Regions from separate parts of the Sus scrofa genome. Here region 2 is linked to region 1. Evidence: chromatin contacts called from public HiChIP or PLAC-seq data. All regions are on one chromosome and are shown on one strand. The core of a region is the stretch at or near the end of the contact, and the rest is flanking DNA. Distances in the headings are between cores, read along the strand shown. Region 1 overlaps HACD2 (very-long-chain (3R)-3-hydroxyacyl-CoA dehydratase 2). Region 2 overlaps ADCY5 (adenylate cyclase type 5).

Evidence for each region. HiChIP or PLAC-seq counts read pairs in DNA pulled down with a chosen protein or histone mark.
Region 2: an H3K27ac HiChIP or PLAC-seq map of alveolar macrophages shows a contact between it and region 1. The contact joins two enhancer-like sites. A contact is called at or near these places in 2 of 2 datasets of contacts at active chromatin or transcription factors (alveolar macrophages and skeletal muscle).

The regions. Positions count from the first base shown.
Region 1 is chr13:136,854,068-136,859,777 of Sscrofa11.1, forward strand. All of the region lies in intron 3 of HACD2 (very-long-chain (3R)-3-hydroxyacyl-CoA dehydratase 2), which reads left to right. Among named protein-coding and RNA genes, the nearest start is that of HACD2, 23 kb to the left of the region's middle. Within about 2 kb of position 2,619, at least 4 of the 83 cell types and tissues checked have an H3K27ac peak or open chromatin away from gene starts, as enhancers often do. A contact at or near this core is called in alveolar macrophages, where this site is marked.
Region 2 is chr13:137,026,633-137,032,342 of Sscrofa11.1, forward strand. The region is part of intron 1 of ADCY5 (adenylate cyclase type 5); the gene reads left to right. Among named protein-coding and RNA genes, the nearest start is that of ADCY5, 64 kb to the left of the region's middle. Within about 2 kb of position 2,584, at least 19 of the 83 cell types and tissues checked have an H3K27ac peak or open chromatin away from gene starts, as enhancers often do. A contact at or near this core is called in alveolar macrophages, where this site is marked.

The DNA of each region.
Region 1 (5,710 bases), core at 1,369-3,868:
AACTGCTTTCACACCTTTAAGCAAGAGATTCGAAAGGAGCTTGGAGACCGATATATCACATGGTCTGCTTTCCCAAAGAAGGTTAAGGGACCTGGACCAGGTTACACAGCCAGTAAATGGTGCACCCTTACTTGGATCCTGGGCAATATGTGCCAGAGCCTAACTGGATTGACTGTACTTTATGGCAAATGGGTCTCAGCTAACATATAGTCAGTCTCACATCTCCTTTTTAGTACTTTATCTATAGTTTTGAGATGAAAAATTGTGTCCCTTCTTAAGTGCTTAAATTTCTGAATTGGAGGGATATATTCAGCCAGAGAGAGTTCTGGAACCAGGCCTTTTCCACGTGACTGAGCCCTGTACCCCCAGACTCCCCCGCCTCCTAACTTTCAGCTGCCTCTGTACAAAGCTCTCAGATGCATGTTTTCTGAGCATATGTTACTATTTTAATTAATATTTCATTGCATTTTAATACCTAAAATTTCTTTTATCTGTCTTAGAATATATTCTCATTCCTGTTTATAAAATTTCTACCCCTGGAAATAAAGTTTCTGATAAGTGTATTTATTCCTTCAAACCAAGAACATGATTGAATGCCCACCAGGTGGGGCCAGACACTGTTGGGCAGTGGGGGTAGAGAGGTGAACAGGCATAGGCTCAGGAGACCCGCCTTCAGATGGGCGCTCCTCTGGCGGGAGGCCTCTGAGGACTGATATCACCATCCCACTCTGCTCCGATGGCTTGTCCACAGGTGTCCCTAGGCCTTAGTGTGATGCCTGACACACAGGAGATACTTGAAAATTCCTTCCTATTTTCTTTTCTTTCCTTTCTTTTTTTTTTTTTTTTTTTTTTTTTTTGTCTTTTCTAGGCTGCACCTGAGGCATATGGAGGTTCCCAGGCTTGGGGTCAATCGGTGCTGTAGCCTATGGCCTGCGTCACAGCCACAGCAACTAGGGATCTGAGCCTCATCTGCAACCTGCACCACAGCTCACGGCAACACCGGATCCTTAACCCACTGAGTGGGGCTAGGATCAAACCCGCAAACTCATGGTTCCTAGTCAGATTCGTTAACCACTGAGCCACGAAGGGAAATCCCCTTCCTATTTTCTTAAGAACCTTGTTGCGTCAATGATTCTCTCCCTTGCTTCATCATCCTGGGTCATCTGCCTTTTCCGCAGCTCAGAAAATGCTCAGAGTGTTCCAAAAATATTTTTTCCCTTTTTTTTTTCAGGGGTGGATCACACTTGCAGCATATGGAGGTTCCCAGGCTAGGGGTTGAATTGGAGCTGCAACTGCCAGCCTATGCCACAGCCACAGCAATGCCGTAACTGCAGCCTATGCTACAGCTTGTGGGAACACCGGGTCCTTAACCCACTGAGCAAGGCCAGGAATTGAACCTGCATCCTCAGAGACACCATGTCAAGTTATTAACCTGCTGAGCCACAGTGGGAACTCCCTAAAAAATATTATTAACCTAACCTTTGACCCTACCTTCCTCCTGTATTTCTGCATAATTCCTCCGCATCTCTTTTATCAGATTTCTGGTATGTTCTTTCCACTTCCATACTCCTATTTATACCTTAACACAGCAGTAGTGCTTCTGTCCCTCTTGTTCTACTAAAATTGCCTCTGGTCTAAAACCTAGCATCAGTTTCTGTAAAATTTCAAAGACATGTTTGGAGTTTACTGAACCTGTCAACTCCATTGGGCACCACTGATGGCTCCCTCTGTGACATCCTGCTCTTTTAGCTTATGTTATGCTGAGCCCCCCTGCCTTTTCTGGTCCTCTGTGGTCCCCTTCTTTGGGGGACTCTCTCTCCTTGCCCCTTAATTGTGGGTATTACCAGCATCTGGCCTAGCTCTTTGCTCTTCTAACTGAACAGACCCTCTGTGGGTGACCTCTTCCCTTCTTGTGAGTTGAAATACGCACGACATCCACTTCTTTAGCTCCAAGTCACACCTGCACCCCAGACTCCAGTCTCATCCAGTGGCCTCCTGGATGTACATGTCCTCCGCAGCATGACTCACACTTCCTCACTTATTCTGCCTCCCACATTTTTCTTGTCCGGTGCTCCACCGGCTTCCAACCACCATCCATTCAGTCACCCAGGCTCATCCATGGTCTCCTCTCTCTGTCTCTAACCCACTCGCCCTTAACCAGGTGGTTATCAGGTCTTCTCAGTTCTGTTTCCTCAACAGTTCTCAGATTGTCCTGTTTTTGTTTTGGGTTTTTTTCCCCATCCTTATTCGGGGCCTGAATATGTCTCATCTGGACTCCCATATGGGTCTCCCTGGACGTGTCGACTTGTAATATTAATAATAGTAAGAGCAGTCATTATAATGTGTGCATTTACTGTGTTCCAGTGCTTCACATTCATTATCTGTTTACTTATAGTTGATAAGACTGAGGCTTAGAAGGTTTTGTATCTTGCCAAGGTTCACACAGCAAATAAGCCCTAGAGCCAGAAGTTGAACCTATGGCTGTGTGGTTCCAAGTCCATGCTTCTTAACCCTTGAGGGATTTAGTTAAATGATAATTCTGAGCATGTCACTTCTGTGCTTAAACCTTCTCACTAGTTTCAACTTCTTCGTGATTTGGACCCTGCCCACTTCCCCAGCCTTATGCAAGTCCCTTCCCTGCCTCCCACTCCACACTTCAGTAACCTTGACCTTCTTGTGGGTCGTACTCCACCCCCTATATACCGTGTTCCTGGACTACTTCCTGCCTCTGGTCTGTGCCCACGCTTTGTGCTCTGCCTGGAATGGTAGCCCACCCCCTTCAGGTGACAACTTTCCCCAGTAAACTTTCCTATCCCCCATGGGCTTGATGACATGCCTTCCTCACTTCTCTGTCATGCCCTGCCGCTCAGTCTGCTGTTACACTTTGCAGACTGTATTATGCACTGTCACTCTACCTATATTTCCCACCAACACCACTGAATTTTTTGAGGACAAGAACTGTTTCCTGTTGATTTTTGAATCCCAGCACCTGACAGTTCATGGACTACTAGTGGGAACTAGTGAACATTTGATCGTAATCTTACCAAATTCTGGTGAAAATTTCCAAAACTTCTTTCAAAATGTCTTCAGTTTCAGAGTTCCCGTCGTGGTTCAGTGGTTAACGAACCTGACTAGTAACCATGAGGTTACAGGTCTGATCTCTGGCCTGGTTCAGTGGGTTAAGGATGTGGCATTGCTGTGAGCTGTGGTATAGGTTGCAGACACAGCTCGGATCTGGGAACCTCCATATGCCACGAGTATGGCCCTAAAAAGACAAAAGACCAAAAAAAAAAAAAAAAAAAAAAAAAAGTTTTCAGTTCCTTAAAAAAAAAAAATCAGTAATAATCAAGAAGTTGTTTCTAGCATTTGCCTAAAGGCAGTGCTCTATTTTTTTTACTCATACTTATGTTTACTTTTGGAATGATGGTTTATTTTCCTGTGGCTTTCTGAAACTTTTTACTCTAACAACTTGGTCCTTTAGAAACTTATTAGAGCCTTGAGATGTCTTTGGGTTATACATTGTTGATGAGAAGTCTAGACCTCAGTCAGACCTGGGTTTTTGATTGGCTGTGACTTTCAGGAAGTAACTGAACTTGTGGATGCCTTTGTTTCTACATCAATTAAAGGGGGGGAAAATAATACCTACTTCTAGAGTTACTGTGAAAATGAAATAGGACATGCCTGAGAAATACTTGGCTTAATGCCTGAGACATGACGATATTGAAAATTGCCCAATAAAATGGTAGCTTTATTATTAACAATAATAATGTCATAGAATGTTAAAAGTTTTATTCTATCCCTAGTGTAATATTCCTTTTTTAGATTTATATAACTATAACTCTTCCATATTCTTCTTTTTTTTTTTTTTTTTCTTAAATTGCATTTCTTTGTGAGTGAGTGCTTCAGAGCCACTGGTTCTTAGCATGGGTTGGAATTGCTTCTTGTTCATGGTTGTCACAATGCAACTTGGCAAAAAGTTTTTATTGTTTCTTAGCCTCCAGAAACAATAAACTAAAATTCCAGGAGTCCTCTGGTGGCTCAGCGGGTTAAGGATCTGGCATTGCCACTGTTGTGGCTTGGGTCACTGCTGGGGCACAGGTTCAATCCCTGGCCCAGGAACTCACACATGCTGCAGGTGTGGCCCCCCCAAAAAATTCCACATAAGGAATTCATTTCTGTGAGAGTCAAGCCTTGGTCCTTCCAAATCAGTTTCCATGTCCCAACTTCTTTAAAGTGGGTTGTTTGCTCTCTGTTGATTCAAGAACAAGATTTCTGGTGTGGGGGTGAGGCAAGGGATAGCCCTTTTGAATATGTGTTGACATTTTAAAAAAATTAATATATGGTATAATTGACATGTAACATTCATTTCAGGTGTACATCATAATGATTTGTTATATGTATAGATTGTAAAATGATCACCAAAATAAGTTTAGTTAACATCCATTACCTTATAGAGTTATAATTTATCTTTCTTGTGATAAGGACTTTTAAGATCTCTCTTAGCAACTTTCAAATATGCAGTGCAGTATTGTTAACTATAGTCATCATGTTGTGCATTGCATCCCCAGGACTGATTTGTATTATCACTAGGAATTTGTACCTTACAGTCACCTTCACCCATTCTCCTTACTCCCTGCCTCTAACAACCACCAGCCTATTCTCTGTATCTATTAATTTGGGGTTTTTTTTGGGAGTTCCCGTCGTGGCTCAGCGGTTAATGAACCTGACTGGTTTCCATGAGGACACGGGTTCAATCCCTGGCCTTGCTCGGTGGGTTAAGGATCCAGCATTGCCGTGAGCTGTGGTGCAGGTCGAAGACGAGGCTTGGATCCCTTGTTGCTGTGGCCCTGGTGTAGGCCGGTGGCTACAGCTCCTATTGGACCCTTAGCCTGGGAACCTCCATATGCTGCAGGTGCAGCCCCCAAAAGAGAAAGACAAAAAAAAAAAAAAAAAGGGTTTTTTTTGTTTGTTTTGTTTTTTGTTTTTTTGTTTCTTTTTTTTTTTTTTTTTTAAGATTTCACATACAAGTGAGATCATGTAGTATTTGTCTTTTTCTGGGATAGGATTTCTTAAGTGCTGTGATTGCAGCCCTCAATCCAAGATTTGTAGTGCTATTTACACAGTGTTTTTCTTTTGTAAATATATTAAAAAAAAAAAAACCAGTTGGGATGTGTTTTTTATAAGACTACAAAGAAGAGTTGTGGTTTCCTTAATCATGTGGTACAGTTTGTATTGAAAGAAGTAGTATCTGTTTTTCTGTGTTGTGCTCAAGATTAGATTGTGGAAGAGGCATGTTGGATATGGGTGGTTCTGAGCTAACTACATGGTTACCCCACTTTGTTGGAATGGAAATTAGAGGTAGCAGAGCTGGAACTAATGATACTCTTGGTAAGGTGTGACATTGTGCATTTGGTGAGCCTTTGTGTTGGAAATTATACTGTCAATATAAATAACTTTGGAACTTCTCTTTTGATTGAAAATTGTGCAAGAGGAGCTCAGTTATAGCCCAAACAGTATTATGTCTAAAGTTGAGTATTAGCTTTTTGATATCAACAGTTAATGACAGAAACCTTTTCCATTAGATATCCCAAATTTGTGGTTTCAGATACTTGCTGTATGTTCCAGCTTGCACTCTTCTCATAAACTGATGACACCTTTTATCTAATTATTTCTAAAAAGTGAATGTTGGAGTTCCTATTGTGGCTCCGCG
Region 2 (5,710 bases), core at 1,334-3,833, 170 kb after region 1:
AGTCCTTACCACTGTCTCTCTCTGGCTTCCAGTCCTATGTCACCATCCAGCCCTCGCTGTTTGCGGATGAACTTCCTGTCTTACTGAGGACCCCCCAACCCCTGTTGCATGAGACCTTCTGGACGTCCTTCCCAGCGTCTTCGAGCCAGCCTGGACCTCCTGCCCAGCATGCTCCCTGCGTTGGCCTGGCTTCTGTTCTGTCCCTTTCAGCCCCTTCCTCCCCCACAACCCCCCTTCCCTCCATCACTTCTGGCGCTATTCAGCCTCTCGTCCCTCAGATGCTGAGTGAGGACACAGGTTCTCCTGTATTAAACCCAGTCTCTCCAAGGCCCGCCTCTAACCCTCAGGCTCTCTGTCCTCTTGGTCCCCACCAGCCACCTCGATAGGGTATCTCTCTCTCAACTCACGAGTGTCCCCATAATGAGAACAGCCCTCGCTGCATATGCTGGCGTCTCCTGGCTGCCGGGTGCTCCAGCCTCCTCAGCCCCTGGCCTCCTGCCTCCTTCCTGACACTCCTGGTTGTCCTCTCCAGCTGTTCCATGCCCTGTCTTGGCCCCCTGTCCTCTCCTTCCCCCTTAAGCAGCGAAGTGCTCCCCAGGTTCCATATTGGGCTCGCTTCTTCCAGCTGATCTTCCCCCCCTCTAGGATTCAGTGGCTCTGTCTCTTTGGCCCAGATCTCTCTGGAGAGCCGCCTGTAGCTTTCCACCTGTCTGTGGCTCCCAGGGTCTTTTGTCCCTGGGAGTCCCTCAAACCCATCATGTGCCCGGCTTGATTCGTATGCCCCATGGTCGCCGGCAAGGCCAGCTTCTCTTCCACCTCTCTTCTCCGTCTTGTTCTCTGGCGTCATCATCCCCTGTGGCCCAGTTAAAAACTGGGAGTCACCCTTGATGACTCCCTCTCCTCGCCTCCCACTTTCAACTGGTCATCTGCGCTAATGGTTTTGACTCTGAAACTCCCTCTCCATTCCTTCACCTCCCGTATCCCTTCCCAGACCACCCTGGTGAGCCCTCATCATCTCTTACCTACTCCACTGCACAGCCTTTTAACCGGGCCCCCTGCCTCGGCCAGCTCGCTCCCTCTGGTGCACCTGCCACACAGCTGTAATGCTCTGTTTCCGTAACTCAGGCCTGAGCACATGGCTTCCAGGCCATTCTGGCTCCGCTTATTGGCTTTCCCCCATCTGCCCTATATGCCTGCACAGCTGCCTCTCCAGTCTTTCTTAGAAGGCTTTTAAGTCCCTCCAACTGCTTCCCACTCTGCCACCACCCATCTGCATTCCAGAATCCAAGTCAAACATCACCTCCTCTGTGGAGTTCCCATCCATAGCTCAGTATCCGACTAGTATCCATGAGATACTTGGCCTTGCTCAGTGGGTCCAGAAGCTGGTATTGCTGTGAGCTGTGATGTAGGTTGCTGACATGGCTCAGATCCTGCATTGCTGTAGTGTAGACACCTAGCCTGGGAACTTCCATAGGCCCTATAAAGCAAAAAAAAAAAAAAATAAATAAAAAAATTAAAAATCACCTCCTCCAGGAAGCCTTCCTGGGCCATGCCACAGCATTCAGGGATGGGCTCTTTCTTTCCCTCTTTGAGGTTCCTCTGTGACCAAACTCACCTGGCTGTTGTGCCCTCCTGGTTTTATTTATCTTTCTCCCTGGACTGGTTGTATCTCAAGATCGAAGATCAGCCTTATTTGATGCTGATTTCTCCAGCCCTAGCAGAGTGCCTGGCCTGCCACTGGCCTCAGTATACATGTTTGTCTAATTAAAGTTGAATGAAGATAAATTCTGTCTTTCATCTGCTAATAGGCCTTTTAAAGAGAGGTTATTGTGTCACTTGGTTTGAAGGTCCCATGTCTGTGACTGGGTTGGGCCGAGATGAATGTCCTCCCGAGCAGGAAGCAGGCTTCTCTCTGCAGGCTGTCAGAGTTGAATGTTTTTTTATTCTCACCTCATGTTTCCATGTGGTTTACGCTCAGCCTCCTGCATGCAGGTCACATCGTGGGCAATTAAAACATACTTCCAGACTGATAAATTTGATCAAATTGATTTTTCCCCATGGCCTGCTTCCCCAAACTTTGGCATTTTCTGAGAACATAGAAGAGGTCTCAGAATCCAGGCTCATTTGAATAACAATGTAGTATCACAGCTAAAACATCACAAGGAGATAAATATATTGGAAAAAATCCCTAATGCATTGCAAAGCCTGATTCTAGTGATTTTCAGATTATTCCTGGGATAGCTCATGACTCACAAGGACAAATAACTAAATCTGTGTGTGTGTGTGTGTGTGTGTGTGTGTGTGTGTGTGTTATCTGCATCCAAATTTCTAGGTTGTATATATACTTTAATCTTGTGGGTTCTGGTTCCATGGACCATAGGATATAGCCTTGAGCCTGGTTGATATTTAACCAATTTTTGTTGAATGAATGAACAGACTAGAGCTTAAGGGAGAGTATGTTTCTCTTCTTGAGGATACAGTGACTCCTCTCGGATTCTGATCCATCCATGAGCAGTGCTGGGTGATACTTCTGGCTTCCTCCTTTCTCTCTCCTGGAGTGGCTGTTTTCTGTTGGCTCATGACCTTTGGTCACTTGTGCAACGTTGAGAAGACCCAGCTGGGCCCCTTCTAGAAGTCACAGGCATGGGTGGTTGGCAGGCAGTGTGGGAAGAAAGTTTCTACAGCCTAGAGAGTCAGGGAAGCTGGTCAGGAGCATTTCTTGAAGGTTCTTGGACCTGCCCAGGGAGGGTGGGGTGTCCACCTTGGTGACAGATTTGGGCCCAGGGCTCAGGAGCTTTGAGAAGGTCAGATTACATTGAGCACATAATTTAGTATCAAAACCAGGACACTTGGGGCAGTGAAAGGGGAGGGGGCCCTGTGAATAACTGCTCTGGGACATCAGCCATTAACCAGGACTGCCCTGGGCCGATCAGAACAGAAGGTCCCCTGAATGGAAGACGGGGCCTGCTCTGGGAGCTCCTCAGTTCTGCCCGGAGGGTCTCAGGCAGAGAGCTGGGGCCTCACTGGCAGCATGCCAGGAAGATGAGAGGCTGGGCTGGGGGTCCTTCTCCCTGGAACTCGGGGTCCTGAGGGTGCATGGCAGGTCTTCCCTCCCACCCTGCGCATACCTCTGTCTCAGCAGCTACGTCTCCAGAAAGTAGAGGAGCCAGGATTTCTGGCACTGACACTGCATGTCTGGCTGGAGCTAAGTGGGACTTATTTATAAAAGGTTTTAATAAAATAAGCCTTTTGGCTCTATTGATATTCTCTCTGTCCTTTCTCCACTGCCCCCTTGCCTCCGCCTTGGTCCCTTCATCCCCCCCCCCCCAATCACACACCCACACAGATTATAGCCCTGGTTGTGAGTGCGTGTGTATGTCAGCAGTGGACATTCTTTGCCCCTAGAAGGACGTGCTTGAGTGGAGTTCAGCGTGGACTCCAGGGTGACCTCTGCAGGAAGGGCAGCTCGCTCGGCCCCAGTGGCTTGCTTGTTTGTTTACCGGGGGGAGGAGGGGTGCAGAGCTTGAGGAGAGGGGGCTGTGTTCATATTGTTCAGAGACATCTGCTGTTTGCAGTAACTTGCCAGCCAGGCGGAGCTGTGGGGTGGCTGGCTTTGCAGTGTTCCCTGTAAATATTATGACTTTGAGGACGGGGGTGGGGTCCCAGGGACTTCAAGGAGACTGAAGGGCTGGTCCTGCACTTGGTGCCTGCATCTCTCAAGTCCCGTTGTGCCCTCCTTCCCTGAGCTGAAGGCCACAGAAGGAGGGGTGGCTTCAGTAGCAGCAAGGAGACGACAGTGGTACTCCTCAAATGAGAAGAGTTGGGGCTCAGAGATTGTCCCAGAGCCAAGCATCAGAGTGGGAGCATGGGAGAGAAGAGGTGTCCTCGGGCTTTGGGCCAGCTCCTCTGTTTCATGGGAAGGGGCAGCGAAGGACCAGTTTCTCAGGCAATGAATTGAAATGGCCCCTGGAGCTTGGTCCTGGGGTCAGAACAAGGGCAGTGCATGTGATGGTGGCTTTACAAGGACACACCTGGCTTCAAATCCCAGCTCCGGCCCTTACCCACTGTGTGCCCTGCGCCAGGCTCTCAACTGGCTAGGGTTAGGGTTAGGGTTAGGGGCTCTCTCAACAGGCTCACTCCCTCTGGGCCTGAGGGAGTGTATCAGAGGCGTATAGCCAGTGGCAGTGCAGATACGAGCTGGTGTTGTCGAGGGCTGCACAGCATAAGTCACCCCTGGTCTACAGGTGGGCCGCACGTGACTTGGCCCAGAGGGAGAGGCAGCCTTCTGTGCCGCAGTCATGTTCCGGGACCGGACTCCGTGACTCCGTGTTTTAGCTTTCCCTTGGTTGCAAGGTTCATCCTCAAGTCCAACCAAATGCCTTGATAATGTGTCCTGTTGCGCCGTCCTGCTCCCGTCCTGCTCCGTTCTCAGAGGAGACAGCTGGTCCCATCTGCAGCTGGGGGCTTAAGGCTGTTTATTATTAAATCTCCCTCAGGGCCTTTTCTTGGGATCCAGCCACCTCAGGCCCTCTGACCTGGGAGTCAGGAGGTCACGTGGCTAATAATAGCTGGTGGGGCCTTCCTGGGTTCAGAGCTGCAGGGAGTAAAGGACAGACGGATTCCCTCCCCCTTACAGGGCAGGAAGGAGCATTCACCAGGCCTGCTGGGAGGAAGGGTGTGTGTGTGTGTCCGTGTATGTCCGTGTGTGTGTGTGTGTGTGTGTGTGTGTGTGTGTGTGTGTGTGTTTTCTTGCCCTTCTGGGTGGCCCCATAGTGTAAACCTCCTTAGCTGACTTTCAGAGGGGCCTATGCAAGAGGAGCTGCCTCTGCTGCTGTGGAGCCTAAATTTAGCCCCGTGGGCGGGCACTTTTCCATCTGGCTTTCTTCTCCCTGAAGAGCTTGTCCATCTCCGGAAGGTGGGAGCCTGGAACTCAGCTGGGCAGCCCCACCCCACCCCACCCTGGTGTTAGGGCAGAGCTGTGAGCCTTGCAAACTCCCCAGGACAATCAAGAGAATCTCCTCCCTCTTGGCCTGGACCAATGACTGGTAAAGCCAGTGGGAGACCTGAGAGCGGGCCTGCAAGCTTGCCTAGCGCGGGGGCCACCCTGATCCACTTCACATTCCTGCAGAGCCAGGCTGCGGAGGGGACAGGGGCCTCTGTCTTTCCTCTTGTCACACACTTCGGCAGGGCCTACCCCTGACTTGGCTTTACTGCCATCCACAGTCCTTGAGGCAGAATCAGAGTCCCCCAGATGCCTCACCAGCAACTCCCTTTCCCTTTGCACTGTTTTTTAAGTTTTATTGAAATATAGTTGTGATAATTTCTGTGATAAATTCTTTGCCCTTTCTACCTATTCACAAAGCTCCATCTCTTTGGCAAGAGACTCTTTTATTTAATGGCCACACCCACAGTATATGGAAGTTCCTGGGCCAGGGATTGAATCCAAGCTGCAGCTGCCACCTATGCCACAGCTGAGGCAGCATCAGATCCTTCAACCCACTGTGCTGGGCCGGGCATCGAACCCTTATCTCCGCAGCAACATGAGCTGCTGCAGTCAGATTCTTAACCCACTGCGCTATAGCGGAAACTCTGGCAAGAGACTTCTTTTTCTGTTTTTTTTTTTTTTTTTTTTTTTGTCTTTTCTAGGGCCGAACCTGTGGCATATGGAGGCTCCCAGGCTAGGGATCTAATTGGAGCTGTAGCCGCTGGC